Regions from separate parts of the Mus musculus genome. Here region 2 is linked to region 1. A link is a contact called in public HiChIP or PLAC-seq data. All regions are on one chromosome and are shown on one strand. Each heading gives the region's core, a stretch centred on a gene start, on an enhancer-like site or on the middle of the called end of the contact. The rest is flanking DNA. Distances are from core to core; before and after follow the strand shown.

The links. HiChIP or PLAC-seq counts read pairs in DNA pulled down with a chosen protein or histone mark.
Region 2: a contact with region 1 is called in an H3K27ac HiChIP or PLAC-seq map of embryonic stem cells, with 6 read pairs. The contact joins two enhancer-like sites.

What each region holds. Positions count from the first base shown.
Region 1 is chr1:62,741,479-62,747,422 of GRCm38.p6, forward strand. It overlaps Nrp2 (neuropilin 2), which reads left to right. Exons shown (of 17, transcript NM_001077404.1): 4 at 2,697-2,927; 5 at 3,880-4,035; 6 at 5,680-5,849. Among named protein-coding and RNA genes, the nearest start is that of Gm29083, 26 kb to the left of the region's middle. Within about 2 kb of position 2,078, at least 71 of the 459 cell types and tissues checked have an H3K27ac peak or open chromatin away from gene starts, as enhancers often do. A contact at or near this core is called in embryonic stem cells, where this site is marked.
Region 2 is chr1:63,126,604-63,132,928 of GRCm38.p6, forward strand. All of the region lies in intron 1 of Ino80dos (INO80 complex subunit D, opposite strand), which reads left to right. Among named protein-coding and RNA genes, the nearest start is that of Ino80dos, 15 kb to the left of the region's middle. Within about 2 kb of position 4,613, at least 103 of the 459 cell types and tissues checked have an H3K27ac peak or open chromatin away from gene starts, as enhancers often do. A contact at or near this core is called in embryonic stem cells, where this site is marked.

The DNA of each region.
Region 1 (5,944 bases), core at 828-3,327:
GGTCCTCCTGCCTCAGTTTCCTAGAATTACAGTGCTTGGATTTCAGGTATGAGCCACCACACTGGCTCAAACCTCCAAGAGTCATCTTATCATCGAATCGACATCAATGTTTGTCAGCTGGGTATTTTAAAAATTGTGTCCTTTTAACATGTTTCGGGAAAGGATTGTGAATTAGTCAGATTTCTGCAAGACTCTCAGTTTGCCTCCATTGCCAGGATCCCTTTTGACCTGGGGTTTTTGGTTGCCATTCAGGTGCCTTGACCATGGTGGGACCAGAGACAAATATATAATTTTATAAGATGCCTGATTTTTTTCTGCTTGCAAAGGATAAAACAATAATGTCTTCTCACCACCCTCAAAACAAGAAAGGAATGTATCTATTTCTAACCATGTATCAGACATGCACTGGTTTTGTTTGTTTGTTTGTTTGTTATTTGTTTGGCCTTGAGTACTTGATGTTGAAAAATCCCTTCCAGTTACATGCTAGACCCGATGATCCTGAAACAGAATGTTTTAGAGTCTCACGTTCTCCAGGGCCCGTATTAGGCTCTACACGCCCATTGTTCAAACACTTTGTTCCCCCAAGGATGACAAGGATCAAAGATTCTATCATAAATTCCCAGCTCCCAAGGAGGCGCCGAGTCCCCGTGCCTTCTGAAGGGTTGACAATGGAGCCAGCTCTAGGAGGGAACTCTCCAGAGGCTAACTCTCAAGTCAGTTGTGAACAGAGACTTGATTCCCATCCAGCACTGTGTGAGGCTCCCTGTGTGTGCTGTGAAGAAATCTGCATAGCAGCCTTAAACTCTAACCTTTTCAAAATTCTTCTTGGCCCCCTGAAGACCAGCCAGCTGGCCTGGCTTTCCCAAATCACATCATCCCAGGCCACTGAGGAAGCCCTCAGGAGTTTGCTGCCTGCTGGTAAACAAAGCTGAGGAAGCAGGGAGGGGCACCCCTGCTCATCCCACCCAAGCTAGCTGCCCACTGGCAAGGTTGGGACTTCCCTGCTGCTGTTGTGCCACTGAGCGAAAGGCAAAGCCTCTGAGATGTGGCCCCTAGAGCTCCAAATAACCCAGGAAGGTTCTTTCTTGCTCCTGGTCCGCATCCCCTACACAGCCCAAGGTGCAGCAATGACAACGGAAGGAGGTAATCCATGGATATAGCTGTAGATGCTGGGAATTCCCTATGCCGCCTGAACTACAGAAAGTTACGAGCCTACCCCAAATACACATATACCTGTTTGCACGGGACCTTCTCCAAGTCAGATATTTGCACTTTCCAGAAAGTCATCATGCATAGAGACTTGCAGAGGGCCCTGCCTGCTACAGGAGCCTTAGATAAAGATGTGGTCGCTGCCGGCTAAGATCGGCATATTGACAACCCACAGTTATATTTCAGTGTGATCTCCAGAGGGTACTTCCTGCCGGTAAACACCTGGTTTATTGAGTATTTCTGTGTTGTTTGTTGTTTTTAGTTGTTGTTGTTGTTTTCGTCATGCTTAGAGTGTCTATTATCCCTTTCCTAAATTCTGCTTCCTTTACTTATTTTAAAATCCAAACGTAGTGAATAAAAACTACTGTAATTGCCAGCATTTGCACCCACATCATTAACTCGTACTCACTCTTGCTCTTTGTATATGCTGGGTCTCTGTTCCTGGCTCTGCCCAGAGCCAACAGTTGCTGGGTTTAAAGCACAAGGGCTCCTCTACTATGACTCCACCTCTGGGGTTGTGGTGGCTGTAATCCTCTCTGTTCCTGCTGCTGCTGCCCAAGCCTGTAGCAGGCTGCGATTGTGTGAGTGTGTGGCATGTTTCATCAGGATGCATCCCAAGAAAGCTAACCCAAGAGCTTAGGAGGGAAACAAGGCCATCCCCACCACAAAGGCACCAGAAGCCTTCCAAATGTCAATACACTGCTGCATTTTTCCAGACTCGCCACCAGAGCGGCCTTTAACATCCCCAACGCCCTGCTGTGATCTACCGGCTGAAAACCTCGATTGTTAATTGTCCCACCACTACAGAGCAGCCCGTTTAATCCAGTCAGGACATGAGGGAGGCTCCAGCTCCCCTTTGCCCCTCCCCTGAGGCACCTTGGAACTTGGAGGGAGAAGGGGCACTTAGCTGGCTAGGGTACAATAGAGGCTAGTGTTGAGGTCAGCAATAAATAAGGGATAACATTGTTTTCTCTGCTGGCAACCAGCAAGCCTTCCTTAAGGATTGAAATAACTTACATTCTGGAGTGAGCAGCTGAGTAATTGAGAAAGAAGACTCTGTCCCTCTTTCAAGATCTCTCTCTCTCTCTCTGTCTCTCTCTCTCTCTGTCTCTCTCTCTCTCTCTCTCTCTCTCTCACACACACACACACACACACACACACCCCTCTTTACCTCTTACCCTCCAATCCCTCGACTGTTGCTCTTATTCTAATATTCAAAGCAATCGGCTGCACTGTCCTAATTTCTGTCCAAAAGGGAGGCTGGCTTGAGGACTTGAAACACAGAGGGCAAGGATGTGTTGTTCCAAGTGCTACTTGAACAGAAATAAAAACCTTGTTTAGACAAGGGGACATAGACACAAACATTTAAATAACCCAAAGGCAGAGGAGAGAGCAGAGAAAGGCTACTCTCTAATAACTTCTCTCTCTCCTTCTCTCCCTCTCTCTCTCTCTCTCTGTCTCTGTCTCTGTCTCTCTCTCTCTCTCAGGCTCTGAAGATTGTTCCAAGAACTTTACAAGCCCCAATGGGACCATTGAATCTCCAGGGTTTCCAGAGAAGTATCCACACAATCTGGACTGTACCTTCACCATCCTGGCCAAACCCAGGATGGAGATCATCCTACAGTTCCTGACCTTTGACCTGGAGCATGACCCTCTACAAGTGGGGGAAGGAGACTGTAAATATGACTGGCTGGACATCTGGGATGGCATTCCACATGGTGAGTGAACGCTTATGCTCAGCTCCCTTTCTCCTTCTTATGAAGGTCAGGACTCTAACCTAGGGAATAGTAGCACCCAAAGTGGGCACATCTTCCCACTTCGATTAACCCAGTCAAGGTAATCCCCCAGAGATATACCCAGAGGACTGTCTCTAAGATGATTCTAAATTTCATCAAGTGAAAACTGAGATTAACCATTAGAGATTGCAAAACTATAAGTGTTGTTCCTTTCTACATAAGTTATTAAAATAGAAGTGAATCAATTATCATATGATGTGGCCGTATAGAAGGATTTAAAGCCAAAGTGACTGGACTTGAATCTCTCTGACGTACAACCCAGCCAAGGTATTGAACCTCTCAGTATGTTGTCTGGGAAATACCTATCATCACTATTATCACGAGTACTATTATTTTATTACTATTTAATATAGTCATGGATATTGAAAAGCAAGCATTTATAGCCAAGAGGGGCCTATATAAATCAGGTGAAGGACTAACACAGATTGTGTAGTCGGTATTGGAAATTGTTCATCTTTGTGCTTGTTCTAAGTATTTTCTAATGTAAAGGATACCTGGTACAGAGGAGCAATTTCATCTTGAGAAAAGCATAAGATGTAGGTAGGCAAGCAGGGATTGGGTCCCAGCTCTGCTGTTTCCTAGTAATGTGAACAGGAAAATGTCACCCGACCTTCTGAAATTCTATTTCTTCATCTGTAGAGCAGGTACTGTAATGATACCTTCTGGCCCATCTTTCTGGGATGGAAGAACAGAACAAAGCCAGCTCAGGGAAAGCACTTTTAATGTTCAGGGGGAATATCAGACATCATTCTTCAAGCACACCTTCAGTTTTTACATCAAGGCATTGGCAGTGAGGTCCACGGTGTTGTGGAGTGAGAAAACATTGAAAGCCAGTTTGAGATTTCTCTGACTACTCTCTATCTCCTATATCCAGTTGGACCTCTGATTGGCAAGTACTGTGGGACGAAAACACCCTCCAAACTCCGCTCGTCCACGGGGATCCTCTCCTTGACCTTTCACACGGACATGGCAGTGGCCAAGGATGGCTTCTCCGCACGTTACTATTTGATCCACCAGGAGCCACCTGAGAGTGAGTTGACCATTGGGGAATCTTTGTCTTGGCTTCTTTCTCATTAGGGACAGGTGTACGTACAGGTAAAGGGCTGACCTCTTTGAAAACAGTTGACAGAAATGCTGAAGATTTTGTGGTGCTATCTGAGTTCAAGGAAAGTCATGTTTTCCTTCCCAGCAAAGATGAATGGGAAAGGGACAATGTCTATCTGGGTTCTTAGTTCCTTATAAAACCAAACAAACACACAAGTACGAGTTATTCCCAGAAAAAGACATAGGACTATCTGGAGCCGTCCTCCGTTCCCTCGTCCATGGATTGAAAAGTGTCCTGAGGATGGTGCACATGCTGTCTAACCTTTTCAGGTGTAGATCAGTTCCTCCATCTCCAGACCTCAAAAGCCATTGTCAAAAAACAGCCACGTGTAACTCACTGTTACATAAAGGTCTGTAGCTCCACGGAGAGTTTCTCTGGCTCGACTATACGATCCCGTAACTTCCACTTCACACTTGCAAGATAGACCATTTTGGGAGCTTCTACTGAGTGCCAGACCCTGTGCACAGCAATTGCAAAGTGCTGCGGTGAGCCCAGCTGTTGTGGAACCTACCACCCGAGCCACTGGTCTCCCATCCTGAGTCCCATTTTCAAGCCATCTGCTCCCAGCCCTGTGTTTCAGACTCACTGCCATGGCTGCTTAGAGACACAAATGATTTCCTGAAAGGAAAAAAATAAAAGAAAACAAAAACACCCAAGCACTTTCAGATGATGAGAACTGAGGAGCTCCCGCTACTGTTGTGGACAGCTCACCATCCATGTAACTACAGACAGAGCAGCCTGACCTGCCAGGAAAATGAGCAGGCTCCGCTCTGGGTGTTTGCTTCTGTGTTTTCCATCAGAGTCCCTGAAGAGTGCATGAGAAACCACATAGCAAGCTATAGCTGGCTCAGTAAATGGCCGGTGCATCCCCAGAGCTGAAGAATAGGTTTGATACCTCAGAAGGGTGGCCGGTTTTTATCAAACGCATGACTTCTGCAAACACTGATCATTGTCCACAGCATCCAGGAGAAGGATGGCACTTTCTCTGATGGCATAAGACCAGGGTCAGACTCCTGGATCTGTTAGCCCAGCCGTTGGTGTAGGGGAACTCAATGGGGCGTGCACGTCCTCACGGAGAAGTTTCCCACAGATGGGTATTTATACTTTGTAGTGTCTGTCTTCTATGCCAGAAATCAGGAAACACTTGGCTGAAAGAGAGACATGCAAAAGTGCCTCCTGGGTGTGGGTTAATAAGCCAGGCTTCCCACAATGGCTCAGCCCACCCAAATTGTCATGTTCACCTGTACCACATGGCTGGTGCATCTGGCACCTCAAAGCATCCACAGCCTGCAGCACTCGTGTTTTAGGTGGTATTTTTAATTTATATGATGATTCTTATTTATCTATCATCTAATTTCTTCTAGGTCCAATTTAGTTCCTTGAAGACCCAGAGGGGTTGTTAACTATGTGACTTAGTGTAGTTGTTTTTAAAATGTGAGCGTATAATTAGATTCAAGATGAGGGAGTGCCTGTAAGGACTTGTCCCTAGAAGGAAACAGTGTCTGGGGGGCCCCAGAAGTTTGATATTAAGATGTCTAACTCTGTCCTTGACCGATCTTCACTCCCCAGATTTTCAGTGCAATGTCCCTTTGGGAATGGAGTCTGGCCGGATTGCTAATGAACAGATCAGTGCCTCCTCCACCTTCTCTGATGGGAGGTGGACTCCTCAACAGAGCCGGCTCCATGGTGATGACAATGGCTGGACACCCAATTTGGATTCCAACAAGGAGTATCTCCAGGTGCTTACTCGGATACTCGAGGGGTGGGATGAGAATGGATCTGCTGATGGGATAGTGATGTGTTCCCTCGGCTAGAGTCAAAAGAGGATGCTGAA
Region 2 (6,325 bases), core at 3,363-5,862, 390 kb after region 1:
ACCACAATGCGAGACCCTATTTCAAAGAAAGGAAGAAGATGGGGAAAGAGGAAGGGAGGGAGGGAAAATGGTTGTTTTCACTGGTGGTGGTGAGCCACCCAGTGTTGGTGCTGGAACTGAACTTGAGTCCCCGCAAAAGCAGTACAAGCTCTCAACCACTGAGCCGTCTCTGCCACATGGCTTTATTTTTTTATTTAAAAAAACAAACAAACAAACAAAAAAGACCTAAGAAAACAAAAAAAAAGAAAAGAAGAAAGAAAAAAATAGAAAAACAACAACAAAAATAACCCTATTAATCATAAATGGAAAAAAACAAGTTTGTAGTGGAGAAAGCAGCATTTTAACTAGTGGTCAGTGTTATCATCACTAGCAAGGTTGGTAAAATTCTGGTTGCCCTGTATAAGGATGATGGGTGGCTCACAACCATCTGTAATCCCAAGTCCATTGGATCTGACACCCTCTTCTGACATCCTTGGGCACACATATAATATCCATTCAGGCAAACACGCACATTAAGCAAAATCACTTTATTCTGAGTAAGTCACAAAAACATCACTGAGCTGGTAAGAAGAAGCCACTTAAGCCCAGTTCCAAACTACACATCTTGGTGAACTTCTGTATAGTTACAGTGGTCATTCTGAAGAAAAGGGGCTTTGCTTAGGACTTTACACATTTTATTTATTTATTTATTTATTTCAAGACAAGGTTTCTCTGTATAGCCCTGGCTGTCCTGGAACTCACTCTGACCAGGCTGGCCACAAACTCAGAAATCTGCCTGCCTCTGCCTCCCAAGTGCTGGGATTAAAGGCATGCACCACCACTACCCAACAATATTTATTTTATGTATATGAGTACACTATAGCTGTCTTCAGACACACCAGAAGTGGGCATCGGATCCCATTACAGATGGTCATGAGCTACCATGTGGGTGCTGGGAATTGAACTCAGGACCTCTGGAAGAGCAGTCAGTGCTCTTAATTGCTAAGCCATCTCTCCTGCTCAGGGCTTTATACTTTACTACTAACTACATTTTGTATTTAATCTTGGGGTTCTTGCATAATTAAGTTTTTTGAGGGAGATATTTGTGTCTATGCAAAGGTTCTGTTTCTCTACAATATGTCTCTTTTCTTATATGACATCACTATATGGTCCTTTCTTCTATGTGCTAATTATGTGCGTTCTGCTTTGTCGTGGAGACTTGCCTCTGATGCTCAGTCTGTTGTCAGCCTCCCAAATGCTGAGGTTACAAGTACATGTCTCTACACCTACCTTAAATTATCACAAGTTTAATTAATGGCCTAAGCCAACACAAAGTGTATTGTCTTGTCATTCTGGAAACAAAGCTCCAAAATAGTATTTACTTGGCTAAAATGACGCCATCAGTAAGAGGTGTGGTGACCACCAGCCACCGTGCATACTCTACTACAGCACACACGGTTTATGCTGGCATTTGGTGGGAGGCTATTCTAGTCAACACAACAGCTAGTCCTAGCCAGACAGACCACATAGTTAGCCTCCATCTCAAAACACGCAAACAATAACAGAGAATCTTAGGAAGGCCCCACTGTACCCGGAGACAGCCGGGATAACCCCAGCCTTTCTCCTGTCTTCATCGTGACTAGATTCTCTCTCTCTCTCTCTCTTTTTTTTTTTTTTTTTTTTTTTTTTTTTTTTTTTTTTTTGGAGACAGGGTTTCTCTCTATAGCCCTGGCTGTCCTGGAACTCACTTTGTAGACCAGGCTGGCCTCAAACTCAGAAATCCACCTGCCTCTGCCTCCCAAGTGCTGGGATTAAAGGCATGCGCGCCACCACGCCCGGCTTGACTAGATTCTCTGGTCTCTTTCTGACTCTGATCTAGATGGCTTGCTCTAAGGTCTCTGGTTCTGTTAGGCCCACTTGGATAATGCAGGGTCATCGTCCCCATTTTAAGAAACTTAATGTATTAACATGTACAAAATGTCTTTTGCTCTGCAAGCCTGTTCACAGGTCCAGCCAAACATGACACCCTTGAGAGGCACTACTCTGCTTCCCACATGAACATATTTGGACTAATGAGACAACTGACCACTCTGGCATAAAGCTGTTTTGTTCTGCTTAAGCTCAGGCTTGCACTGTGTCATCATGCCCTGCTTAGAAAGTGATTCTTTTGGTTCTGTAGATTAAACTAGGGATTCATTCCTACATGGTAGTAAGTACTCTACACTGAGAATAAGCTCCACGCTCTTTTGCTTGTTTTTCTTTAAATAGGGTCTCTGTAGGGATGACCTTCTGCCATCTGTTTCCACCTCCCAAGTGCTGGGATCCCAGGCATGTGCTGTTATACCCCATGCATGTGGTGCTGGGAACCGGACTCTGGGCTTCATACATACAAGGCAAACGCTCTGCTGGGCACCTCTACCTTGTTGATTGTGTTTTGTTTGAAGACAGGTTTTCACTCTAGTCCAGATTACACTAGAACTCCCGATGGCCTCAAATTCACAGTAATCCTCTTGACTCAGCCAGCCAAGTACTACGATCCTGTATATTAATCATGACCATGCCTGGTGCTTTTAAAAAAACTGTATGTGTACACTTGTCTAAATCCTTAATAAAAGCAAATGTCACTCATTCCCCCCTGGCAGGACACTGGTTTCAATTCTGTCCTCCAGCAACAGTGAAAACTGTCGACCCATCTGTCTGTCCCCCTCTTTCATGTTTGTCAGTGGCACAGATTTTTACCCAGCTGTAAAAGCAATGATTCTCATCCACCCCACTGTGCTGCTCTGCTGTATAAAGAGTGGTTTATAAACCCCTACACGCATCTCTGCCTGGGAATTACATCTTTAAAGCCACATACAGAAAGTTAACAATCTAAGCCAGGTGCAGTCATGTGTGCAGGTGGCTGCATTGACCCGGGAAGCCAGCACAAAAGGTTCACGTAAGCTGAAGATCTCCAAGTCACACTAGGCAGCATAGTAAGATCCTATCTCAAAAGAAAATCACTTAAAAACAAATAAATGTTCTCAGCATACTCTTGGCTATAATGCATTTTTATTTTTTATTCACTTATTCATTAAGTAAATGTTTATTGAAGATCTGACTCTGAAAAAGCACTGTGGTAAATATTGGTGGCAAACAGTAAGATGTAATAAATCATAACTTAAAATATAGAAAAGCCGCTTTCAGTAGCTTAATCTCAGGATCATTGGAGTAGATAAAGTAACCTTCCTATGAGTGTTGCGGCCGCCAGCAGCTCGCAACGTGAACGGTTCGACTGATATGGCTACTCGAGCTGTAAGAGAGGAATCTAGACGGGGCGAAAGAAGAAATGGAGCTAAGACAAATTCATTCTGATCAAAGTTCAAATTTTATTGTTGCGACACTAGTTATGAAGGAAGGGGGAGGGGACCCGATTCCCGCCGAATAATCTCTGGTCCAGTAGAAAGTTGAGCACGTGTGTGGCTCCGCAGGTTCCAGCAGTGGGCGTGGCAGAACGAATGAGCAGGAAGCTCCACCCCTGAGCAAGCAGGTTTCAGGCTGGGGGAGGGGAGACTACATATGAGCAGTTTTAAAAGTCAAGTTCCCCCCTCGTTTCAACTGACTAGAAACAGGGTACCTGGTGTAAAGCACTGTGTGCAGACAGGGGTGGGGGTGGGCAGTGGGAGACAAGGACCAGGAGGACCCAATGCCAGCCTAGAGCACGGGAGATCCGCTCTCACAAACAGTAGAGGCTAGCAGCAGGTAACGGGTCTGGCTGTGCAGGCCTGGATACCTGAAGCCAATAGATAGAAGTTCACAAATATAGGAGAGAAAAATATAAGAAATCAGTCTTTTTCAAAAGAGTTCAAAGACAGCCTGGACTATGTAGTGTGCCTCTGCACACACACAAGGAAGTCGTTTAAGGCTTTCTATTTTAGTACTGACCTTTACAGTGGTCGTATTAGAAATCACCCTGGGACTAGAGAGATGGCTCGGCCCTTGCTGTTGTTGCAGAGGACCCAGTTCAATCCCCATTACCCATATGACAGCTTACAACTGTCACACAACTCCAGTATGTTCTAGGAACCAGTATGGTCTTCTGAACTCAGAGGGCATTAGGCATGTACACATACATGCAGAGAGAGCACATAGAATAAACTAAACTTTTTTTTTCTATAGCCACAGGATTTTCTCAGTGTCCACTTTCATTCTCTGAAGCTTGTTTTAAATTTTATGTGCATAGGTGTTTTGCCTGCATGTATGGATGTGTACCACATGAGTATCTGATATCCTTGGAGGCTCAGAAGAAGGTATCAGATCTGCTGGAACTGGAGTTACAGACATTTGTGAGGGGCTGTCACGTGGGGGCTGGGAACTGAACCCGAGTCCTCTGCAACATCACCCAGTGCTCCACTGAGCAACTCTCTAGCCCCCACTCTCATTCTTTTTTACAGATCAGACTCTTGTGGATGAATCTGTGGTTTAGTTCTGTAATCCAAGGTCCTCAGGAAATGAGGCAAGGAGGTTCTAAATGTCAGGCCAGGCTTTGTGAGATCCTGTCAGAGAAAATCATTTTAGAAGGGCTAGAGATACAGCTCAGAGGCAGAACACATCTAGTTTGGGAGAGGCACTGAAGTACCCCAAGAGGACCAAAGGAGAAGGGAAACCAAAGTGGAGTTCCTACAGCCATCCCTGGTGGTGTGCAGGTACATGCATTATCACTCCTGCACTCAGGGGCGTGAGACAGAAGGAAGTGTCACAAGTTCTGAGGACTTGCTATGGAGCCAAGGATAACCTTGAATTTTTTTTTTTTTTTTTTGGTTTTTTTGAGATAGGGTTTCTCTGTATAGCCCTGGCTGTCCTGGAGCTCACTTTGTAGACCAGGCTGGCCTCGAACTCAGAAATCCACCTGCCTCTGCCTCCCGAGTGCTGGGATCAAAGGCGTGCGCCACCACACCCGGCTCTTGAATATTTTTTAAAGCGTTTTAATTTATTTTGTTATGAATGTTTTGCCTGCATGTATATTTGTAGGCCATGTGCATGCCTAGTGCCCACGGAGGTCAGAAAAGGACACTGGGTCCCTAAGATTGAAGTTACAGATGGTTGTGAGCTACCATGGCACGCTTTGCTGGGAATCAAACCTGGGTCCTCTGGAAGAGTAGCCAGTGCTCTTAACCACTGGACCATCTCTCCTCCCTCTAACTCTGAGGACCTGGAATTATAGGCGCTGTATTACCAAGCCTGGCTGATGCTTACTTACGACTAAAGATGGCTTCCAGAGCCTTGCGCGTGCTCTGAAAACACATGGCCGACTGAACTACTTCTCTAGACACTACTTGGTGACATTCGACGTACTTGGATTAGTAAGGCACTCCTTTGTGAGGACACTTCCAGAGGAGCACCAGCTCCTACGTGTGGAAGAGGACCCGCCTTCAACGTGGATGGCTCCACCCAGTGTGTGGATGGCTCCACCCAGTGTCTGTGGGCCAGAGGAATAAAGGAGAAGAGGAAAGAAGCCATTTCTCCTTCGGCTTCCTGGAGGCCATGAAGGAAGAGCACTGTCCCACCACACCTTCCCAGATACAGTGGACTGGAAACAAAATCAAAATTGAATTTTCCTCTTTAGTTGTTTCTCGGGTATTTTTGTCACAATGATGAAAACGTCTAACAAAATGATAGTAGCTTATCAACCATAGAACTAGAGTTTCCATTTAGAGAACTGATCCTGCGGCTTTCTCTCTGAGCACATGAATGATGGATCTATCACCGTGTTGGCACCCAGTAAGCAGTACTAGATGTCACGATGTCTTCAAACTCGTTCACAGCTTAGTGATTTCTCCCAGCTTTGGCAGAGTTGAAAAACTGTAATTTCAACAGACAGAAAATACACAGGGTGAAAATCTCAGAAATAGACTAAGTGCCACACAGACTTAGATTTACATCAAAATCCTGCTAATATGCAGAGGCGTTTTTTGAGACAGGGTGTCAAGTGTCCTAGGCAGGCGTCAAGCTTGCTATGTACTTGAGGAACAAATGAACTTTGATCCTCCTGAAAGTTGGGAATATATACCACCATGCCCAGTTTTAAGCAGTAGCTAGTGTTTGAACCCAGGGTTTCCTACATGCTAACAAGCACCCCACCAGCTGAGCCTAGAACAGCTTTCATATTTGCTTTATTTCTACACAGGAGAGCGTGTTTCCTATATGGAAACCTGTTTTCCTATTTTAGGACCTCAACAGTATAATGTTTTTCTTTTCTTTCTTACCTCTCTTTGATTTGTTTTTACTCTCTTTGAGACAAGGTTTCTCTGTGTGGGCCTGGATGTTCTAGAACTTGCTCTGTAGACCAGGCTGGCTTTGAACTCAC